Regions from separate parts of the Anser cygnoides genome. Here regions 2 and 3 are each linked to region 1. Evidence: chromatin contacts called from public Hi-C data. All regions are on one chromosome and are shown on one strand. The core of a region is the stretch at or near the end of the contact, and the rest is flanking DNA. Distances in the headings are between cores, read along the strand shown.

Region 1 (2,935 bases), core at 52-2,551:
CTTAATAACTGTGTAATTTAAAAAGAGCACAGGGGACTTCCAATAAACAAAGATAAGCTTCTAAGAATAGGTTACCCTTTACAAAGGATGCTAGATATTCAATGCATTTCCTGTAGATTGGAAACATAGGTCTGTATTGAATATTAAAATAAAAATTCACAACGTGTTCAAATGCCATTACTACTAGGTTTATTCCACCCTATCCCTAATCCTTAATAAGATCTCAATAGCATTGAGCAGAACAAAGTAATGAGACCATTGCAACAATTTATCAAGGAGGTTTCTGCCATCTAGTGGAAAATATACAGCTTACACCAACCACACGAATATTTAAAACCTTTGTTTAAAGATTGAGTATCTAACCTATCAGAAAAAAATGTATTCACTTCCAATACAACAAGCATCCCTTCTGGTTGATATATTCCAAAATATTTCCTCTAATTTATCCTTGGTCATATTGCCTACACGTTATATTTATCCTCATTGATATCCTCATTTACTCAATCATATTGAATAAACTACAGTACTTGTGAATGACATTAAAATCTGTCACTTAATAGGGATAGAAGTAAAATTAAAATAAATAAATAAATACAGACTTCCCAAGCAACCTTAATTCTTAAGTTTATGGATAAAATACGATAGCTTCCCCATAAGTTTTATTCCATAACCTCTGCTTATGGTATGCAATTTTAGTGGTACTGGCGCCCTGAGCAGATCCTTTATGTCAATTTTACGTTAAAAGCTTGCCTTTTTTCTCTAACTTTATCTACTGGACTAACAAAAATATTACCTCTTTCCATATACTTTTTTCCCCTCTTTTTAGTATCATTGGAGGATCACAGTTACGCCTATAATATATTAAGAGAACTACTCCAATTAAGAAGTTCCTAACATGGAACATCATCAGAACAAGTGCAAAACATAATCAAGGTGTTATGCCTAAGCGTTAGGGCAGACAGGTGCTGTTGGCACATCTAAAATCAAACACTATTTAGGAGCAGGTCAGTACAAAGCCTTGAGGCAATAGTGACTGCAATGGTTTCTGCTCGAGCAGACCTTCACACCCGAGGAGGTGTTTATGCTGTTTAGGTTTGGGTACTTAAATCCATGCCTAAACAGGCATTTAGGGCACTACACAGTCGAAGGAAGAGTCGGTTGGCCTCTCTCCTTTAACTATACACAAGCACAGCTTGGAGCGCCCCAGATCATTAAATTAGGCTTGTAGGGACACCCGAGTAGGAAGCCGCCTCAGAGCCGCCCCGCGGACTACATTTCCCAGGCGGCTCTGGGGCAGACGGCCCGCCCGCCCACTGCTCGCCTCTGCGAGGGGGCTGCTGGGAGTTGTAGTAGAGGGGCAGCGAGAAGATGGCGGGCAGGATCAACGTAGTGCTGCGGCCGGTGAAGAGCATCGTGGTCCGCTTCTGCCCCTTCGAGTCCAACGTGGAGAGCACCAGGTGAGGGGTTCCGGGGGGCTGCAGCGGCCCCGGCCCCCCGGCAGCGTTGGTGTGCCCTGGGCCTCGGGCCTGCGCCCGGCGGGGCGGCCTGGGCCTGCGCTGAGGAGCTGGGGGGCGGGGGGGGGCACGGTGACCTTGGGGTTATTTCAATTAACCCCAAGTTAATTTAAATAACTTATTATTAACCCAGCTGGGAGAAATGCACTGAAGTTTTGCAAAGTTCCTTCTACGTGTTAGTATATACGGAACATCCATCTGGATTTTTACAAGTGATTACCTCATAAAAAGTACGTCTGAAACTATCAAATACAAATTCCATTATGTTTATACTTTTGTCACCCCGCCATGTCAAGCTGTTCAAATCAGCTTTTGAAATATCTTCCATATGTTTACTGTAATTTCTACCGACCGTGTACTCAATATATCTTTAAATACATTTTCAGAAAATTTCTTGAATGTATAAGCCGTAAAAAAGTACAAGCCACTAACAGGAACTGCGAAGTGACTGCAGATGTGAGACACGACGGGTCTGAACCACTTGTAGATGTTATGTTTGGTAAGAAATTCTTTTTTAATCTTTACAAAAAAAACCTTCCAAGTTTGTGTTTTTACAGCGTTTTCGTCTCCTTTACAATACTTTTTGCTGTGGTTACTTTTTTTGGTTCTGGTCCACACCTAAACGTTGTGCAGCAGGAGAAAAAAAGGAAGAGGTAGTCACTGACAGTTTGATATATATAGAAACATGTATGTTTGTCTTTGCACTAGTTAGATCTGGTGGGGTTGAGTCTGCTTTTGCAGTAACGTACTTGTGGGACCACACAATCAAACAGAGTTCCCGGGAAGGAAGTGTAGCGTTGTTTTGATGTAAGAATCTGTTCACTTTGTAAATTTTTGTTATCTGTGGTGGAGGTATCTTGGTCTTGAGAACAGAGAAGTTTAATACTTTCAGCTGCTTATACAATTGAGTAACTTGTTATGTAGCTTGAAGGAACTGCTCGTATAGGACCATACGTGTGCAGGTGGCCTTGCAAAATGAGGTCAACTGGAGTACAATGAATTTCTCAGTTTGCTTTGAGAGTACAGTGAGGAGGAAGGGATGATGGTGGAAATTTCCTCAGTTCTGGAAGCAGCCCAGATTCAAGGCTATGAACAGATGGCTGTAATCTGCTTTTGTCCTTTTCTCTGGCTGCATCTTCTCTCCTACTGTGCTGTAATGGCCCAATATGGCATGTAGCCCATTAAAGTTTTCATTATTATTTTTTCCTGTTACCCACTTTTCTTTAAGCTTTTATATATTTAGTGAATCACAAGAAATGCCAAAAGTGCTGAATGTACTTAACTTTGCTGAGGAAAGCCAAATTATTTTAGTGTTGACAATGGTTGTTTCTCCCTCCCCCATGCCTCTGCCTTTCACATCCACGACTCTAACTGTGATGTATTAAGACTTAAGCGGTAAAGCTTAATGTTTTCTAGTGTAA
Region 2 (3,347 bases), core at 623-3,122, 170 kb before region 1:
ATGGGTGTGAATAATGATCCCTAAAATGCTACCAGAATAAACGGAAGCACATAGAAAAGGAAAGACAATAAGTGAAACATTATTTTCAGTGTATTCATTGCCTTAATTTAGGTGGAACTTCCCATGTAAGTTAAATTAAACATATGTTAAAAAATTGCAAGACTGGCATGCCAACTTCCCCTTTCTCAGTGAAGTGTCAAAGAACTCAGCTTGACTCTTAAGAGTCAAGACTGAATTTGCAGAGGTAGCAATTACAAAGAAAATAACTAGCTGTTCCTTTCAAAATGAACAAATTAGATCAAGCACTCGGGAAAACATAACAGGACCACATAAAACGGTACTTACAGACTCACTTTTTACATGGAAACTCCACCGTAAATGTTGTGGAATCAAGGAAAAGAATTATATAGCTGTCAGTCAATGTCAGCAATAAAAACATTTCATCCAATAAATTAAGCAACAGATACAATTTTATTTTGATCATACTGCTACCTATCTTATGATAGCATAATTTTATTTGCGTAAATTCTCAATCTTGGAAATGAATGCTCTCTGCTTGGAAAACAGCACTCCAGATTTCTGGCTTGCATTACCACGCTGACATTAACCCCAAAGGCTCTTTAAGTAAATTCTATAGTAATTAGAAGTTAAGGGAAACACCAGCTAGCCAGATAACTTGGGGATCACCCAAACCACGAAGATTTTCTGAATTTATTAACTGAAAGCCAGGACACCAGTTTGAGGGTTGGAGCCATGCTCCACGGTGTACGTGTTCCCAATTCGTAGTGGGTACACAGGGCTCATCAAGACCCGTGTTTGCTGTGTTTTTCAGGGAAGTTCCCTGATGGAGGTTTCTCTGGAGGTGCTCCTGGGGAGTCTTCCGAAAACCTGACAGCTTGGACGGCCCGTTTTCCCCTAACTAAAACCAAACCGAAACTAACCCTGGAAAAGCCACCTCTGAGTCGCTTCTTTCCTCCTCCCCCGCCCCCTTTTGGAAACAAGCCGCCCCATTCCCCTAGGGAAATCCGCCTGACCTCTTCCTGCCTCTCCCTCCCTGCTCTCCTCCAGGAAAATAAAATAAATAAATAAAGCCACCAAACACCCCGGAGCTGGACAGGCACAACGCCGTCTCGCTCGGCACCAGACCTCTCCCCGCCTTTCTCCGTCACACACCCGGAGACGAGCTGAGGCGGGCAGCGGCGCCACCGGTCTCCACAGGCTCTCCGCGCCCACCGGCCCCTCGCTCCAATGCCCCCGGCTGCGCGAGGGCCCGACCGGCTCCGTCGGTCCCGTCCCCGTGCTCCCGGCCGCCATCCCGCTCGGCTTTTCCCTCGGCTTCCTCCTCCCGCCCGCCGCCGCCATGCGCGGCCCCCTCAGCCAGCTCCGCCATTCCCGCCCGCCGCGCGCGCGGCCCGTTGGCGGCCGTTGCGCGGCAACGCGTGAGGGGCGGAGGGGGGGAAAATGGCGGCCGGCCGGCGCCCCTGGCGCTGAGGGGAGCCCCCGTCAATAAGCCCCCCGCTTGAAATAAGCGGTTTTATAACTCGTAAATAAACGTCTCAAAGCCCCCGTTAGCAAATTAGTATTGCGTAAGACTTTCAGCTCCCTTTTAAAAAAAAAATCCAAGTAGAGCGTTTGTAACCTTCGTCTGTGGTGAAAATAAATAAGATTTGGAAACTTGAAATAAGTAAACAGTCGGCAATCGGCAAATGCATGCAAAGACCAAAACTTTGCTCAGTCGCATCTCATCGTTTTCAAGCTAAAATTTGACCAACTGGAAACCGCAGTTTATGAGCTGAGTTAGATCGGGACAGTTTGTACTCCCTCAGTTACATATTTTACAGACGTAATACCAATGTAAGCGTGTAACATTAAACAGGCTGTGGGTTTGGGGCAGAATACACTTCCTGAGCTCGCAGTGCAGTCAAGGCTGTGACTTGCAGCTGCGGCGAGCTCAGTTCCTAAACTGCAGCAGCCCTCCCCAGGAAACAGCGAACATTTTTACATTTCACGTCCTAAATCTCATTTATTGCTCTGCCTGGTGGCTGGGGCTTTGCTTTCGTTTTGAGAGGGAAGATCTGTTAAAATGAAAAAAAAATAATAATAATAATTTTGAAGTATTTTAAGTATTTTCTTGTGATTGCTTTTTCAAGAGTAATGTTCTGGCTGGAATTATTATCTTTTAATTATTTTTTGTTGTTGTTTACAATTGGCTGAATTTTGTTTAGAGCCACCAGAGTGATTCTCTTTTGCTGGCTCCCTTTGGTAGCGGTGTGTTATATCTTAATCAGCGATTTGTGTGAGCAAGAAGGAAACCTTGCGGGTACAGAAAGTGTTATTAGATACAAAGGGTTCTTTTTCGGTTGTGTACAGAACAAACTTATTTGTGTATAAACATTTTTTTATATATTTTTTTTAGAATATGAATGAGCTGCTACTCCAGGCTTTGTTGTGGGAGGAACAGAGCAGCGGGGTGGGAGGTCGGGGCGGAAGGAAGAGGAGAGCCCAGGGAGAAGCCACCCGAGTAACCCTGGAGGCTTCCCTCCTCTTGGTGTTAAAGCTGCTTGGTCAGAACGTGCTAACACAATGCAAGGCTGGTGTAGATGGCAAGATAATGAGTTTTACTTGAGCTACAATTTATTGAAGCATCTACTGCCTTGGCTGAGTTAGTCATTTGGAACGTGTTACTTAGATAAACAGTCTCAAAGCAGAAAACAAAGGCAGAGCGAAGCGGCTCAATAAAGCAACATAGAGAAGGAGCAACACAAAATAGCAGAGGACAGCTGTAGGCACAGAGGAAGGACAGCGAAAGAGGAGTGAGGGGCTGGCGGGGTCAAGTAGTAGGAATGAAGGAGCAGCCCCAGGGCATGGAATGAAAGCAGAGATGATGAAACCGATAATTTTGTTTCTGATATTTATTTCTTCATATAACTTTCCTTCGAACACAACTCTTTTTCACAGGGAGTTTACTGGGATAAAGGAGAAGTAGGTGATCAAATGAACATTACACACCTCTAAAAGCGGCTTGTGATAATTACCCATGACACATGTAAGTGTCCTGAAGATGTCTGATGCAGCTTCTGATAACAACTTGGATCACTTTCTTTCTGTGTCTCTATGTCTGTGGTCACGTTGCCCCTTCTGCCTTCAGAAGTTCAGTTGGCTGCAAACCCAGACTTAAAAGACGTGGGACCTAGATTACCTCTTTCTTACAGGAGCAGGAAGTTCATCTTGCAGAACAACTGGCTCTATTTTTAAAGAAGAATTAACCTCTTCTACCACAAAGCATTAGGTGAGCAGCCTGTCACACGAACCATTATTTGAGTATTTTAAGTTTAATAACTAAAGTG
Region 3 (3,310 bases), core at 679-3,178, 210 kb after region 1:
GTATTAAGAATCCTACATCCACGCTACACAAGCTTCAGCAACTTTTATTTCAGACTAGCTATAACTTGGTACCATTGACACTGAATGTTTGTTTGTAGCTGGACTGCGTTAGGTCTGCTCCCAGAGTGCATTTTTGGTTTTATTTTCTTCTGTACACTTTAAGACCATCCCAAATTGTAAGCCAGTTCATACTAAAGGGTGACAATCCCAACATTTGCTTGTGAAAGTCATTCTTTGCTCAAGCTCACAGTATACACACCCATAGTTAAATAAAAGGAGCTGATACTATCAGTATCTCACCCATGTTCCTATAACTCTGAAGAGTAACAGAAGAGTATTCTTTGAGCAATGGAAGCATCCGGTCAAGTGAGCTAACGGCATGCCATGTCATTTAATACGATATATGTTTTTCAAGGAAACAGAAAACATAGAAGGATATTAAATCAGAACTTACCATACTTATATGCATATGCAAATTCATCTTAAACTGTAAAAGTATCAAACACTCCAGATATCTAAAATATTTGTTATGAATTGCAACAGGGTGTAAAATCACATTAATATACACTTCATAAAGGTTAAACCTGTGAAAATGGCACAATGCTCAAAAGAGGGTCACAACTCCAGGTCTTAAGTTCTTCTATGTATATAGAGGCTTACTGCCAATTCACGTCACAGAAGAAACAGAAAGCAATTTAATGAGATACTTTAGGACAAGTCACAGTGCTCCTTGCTCACATCATTGCAACAAGGAATGAAGATTTAGGTGGGCACTATTCAAGCTTCACAGCAGCCTGGGCTCACACCGCTGGGTTAAACCAGAGGAACGATCGCACCCCACCAACTTTCCAAATAAACAGATCACTCGTGACACCTATAATATAAACCAGCTGTCGCGCTCTCTTTCTTGTCTAAGTACTTAACTACCTTACTCGTTAATAAGAAATTTGCTCCCTGTTCAGAACCCGTGTTTGGTTCAGTCTGATCCCCAACTGCAAATTAAGAATGAAATAAAAAGGTGACAACATTTGCTGGACTTGACTGCTAAGCGTGAAACAGGATAGGACGGAGTCCCAGGAGCCCTGCCGTCACATGCCACAGGACGGCCTGACAGCAACGTACCCTGCTGGGTGTTTACAGCGCTCGCCTCCCTTTTTGTAGGTGAGGCGAGAAGGCTACAACAAAACCACTTAAAAGGCTTTGCCTCCAATTTGAAGCTGTTGCAATTCCAACCCCTTTTAAAAGCTAATGGCTTTTAGGCTCAGGGAGAAACACGTAGGCCATCCAATTCAAGGATAACAGATCATAAAACAGAACAAGCCTTATTTAAGGCTTGTAATGGGATTTAGAAGAGTTTCGGCTACGCGATACCACTCAGTTACAGTCAGCAGGTCTCTGCCTGGGCGACCAAGCCCGGGTGACCCGTTTTTAGGATTTAAGCACTACGGCACACTGGTTCCTTAAGAACTACAGCAAAAAATTAAAGAAACTTCTTGCTGTGTTCGCTTTTACAACTCCAAAACAGACCAACCAACCAACCAACCACCCCACGACGACTCGGTGCCGGCTCGGCTCACCTACGGCCCCCACCTCCCCCCTCACAACCCCTCACGGGGACCCAGGCCGCCCCCCCCCCCCCACGCCCCAAACTAACCGCCGCGGGCCCCCAACCGCCTCAGCGCCGCCGTACCCCCGCTGCCGGCCGCCCCCCGCCCCGCTCACCCGCTCGCCTCCCGCCGCCGCCGCCCCGCTCGGCTCGGCTCGGCCCGGCCCCGCCCCGCCCCGCCCCGGGTGCCGGGGAGGCGGGCTCGCGGCTCGGTACCTGAGCTTAGGAGGAGGAAGAAGGCGCGGGGCGGCGCGCGGACTACAAGTCCCGTCATGCCCCGCCAAGGCAGCGCCGGGCGGCTCACGGCGGCGGCTTGCCGCGCGGCATTTCGGGAGCTGTAGGCGGCGCGTGGCGTGGTGGGGATTGTAGTTCCAGAGGGAAGGGGCGGAACGTGGGGGGTCCTGCGGGCCTTGTGCGCGGCCGTCACCGCAGCGCTGCCCCGAGGGTGGGCAGGGGGCTGCGGGACCCCGGCAGGGCGAGCCTGGCCCTGGGTGGGACGAGGCGGGCTGTGAGTCCCTGCTGCGCAACCCCTGTGCTCTGCAAGTGGCGTGGTTTTACCGTCATGTCGCTTTAACGTCATATAACTTTAACGCCGTGGCGCGCCACAGCGCTGCAGGTCACTGCTATGTCGCGATAGATTTTGGCGTGACTGCTTAACAGCTGTGGTAGTGGCGTTCCATGTTAAATTTCACGGATAAAGGCGACGAGTGTGTTCTCCGCAGGAGGAAATCATTATTTTTCTTGAAAATGTGGGAAATAAACCAGCCTTGCAGTATCTCAGTGACTTGTGTACGTAACGAGGAGTGTGATATTGTGGAGAAAGTGAAAGCAGCACAATCTGTGTCCAAAAGTGCATTATCTTCATACACCTTATATTTATACACCAGACATTTACACACCATACAGATACAATACACACAATTTCTGAGAAAGTTCCTCCATTGAGTTTCCATCCTGAGGCTGCCACGTGTCTATTTTTCTGGAATTGCCTTTATTTTTATTCCCCTACACCCTGCCCTTCAGTCCTTTATCTGGAAGGTATTTGAGGACTTTGGATATTTGGGATTTCTGTGTGTCAGCAGCTTGCTAGCACAGTAGCAGTGACTGCTGTCAGACCTCACCATGCTCACAGCTGTGGGCGCTGTTAGATGCTGGAACAAAAAATATTCCCCCTCGTGTTTGAACCCAGCACAGTTGATCTGATTGCTTATAACATGCCTGGTACCTTAAAACCTGGCCAGTGAGATGATCCGATCTGTGATCGCAAACAGTAGCGTAGTCCTGTTGCATTACCCCTTCAATATATACTAGTCTGGGAGCTAGTGTCACCACTGGAGTGTAATGCTTCTTCTGCTGGGATTATATTCCTAAAGTCAAAGGAAATTGTGTTTTTATTTTTTATTTTATTTTATTTTATTTTATTTTATTTTATTTTATTTTATTTTATTTTATTTTATTTTATTTTATTTTATTTTATTTTATTGTGTGTGTCATTGTTTAAATAGCACATCAGACTGGAATTTATTTTGAATTTATTTTTTTAATTGATGTTGTTCTTTTCAACTAACTTCCTCAGATTTGGCAGGGTAGCTTGCATTCATCATGAATAGAATTAATAGAGTTGAAATGCATTTGTCAAAGACTGGTACAGAAGCCATGGCACAGGGAACATTTTTGGATCTAATTATCTGTTTAAATTCCCAA

What was found. Hi-C and Micro-C count contacts between places; a contact is called where the count stands out from the background.
Region 2: a Hi-C map of liver shows a contact between it and region 1, with 1.7 times the contacts expected there. The contact joins the enhancer-like site here to the promoter of MRPL53 in region 1. A contact is called at or near these places in 2 of 7 Hi-C or Micro-C datasets (both in liver).
Region 3: a Hi-C map of liver shows a contact between it and region 1, with 1.8 times the contacts expected there. The contact joins the promoter of SNX16 here to the promoter of MRPL53 in region 1. A contact is called at or near these places in 2 of 7 Hi-C or Micro-C datasets (both in liver).

What each region holds. Positions count from the first base shown.
Region 1 is chr2:133,724,557-133,727,491 of Taihu_goose_T2T_genome, forward strand. It overlaps MRPL53 (mitochondrial ribosomal protein L53), which reads left to right and starts at 1,302. Exons shown (of 3, transcript XM_013172413.3): 1 at 1,302-1,457; 2 at 1,901-2,013. The coding sequence starts at 1,369.
Region 2 is chr2:133,550,104-133,553,450 of Taihu_goose_T2T_genome, forward strand. No RefSeq gene overlaps it. Among named protein-coding and RNA genes, the nearest start is that of ZNF704, 6.7 kb to the left of the region's middle. Within about 2 kb of position 1,873, at least 3 of the 3 cell types and tissues checked have open chromatin away from gene starts, as enhancers often do. A contact at or near this core is called in liver, where this site is marked.
Region 3 is chr2:133,932,034-133,935,343 of Taihu_goose_T2T_genome, forward strand. SNX16 (sorting nexin 16) reads right to left here and starts at 1,929. Exons shown (of 8, transcript XM_048068372.2): 1 at 1,823-1,929.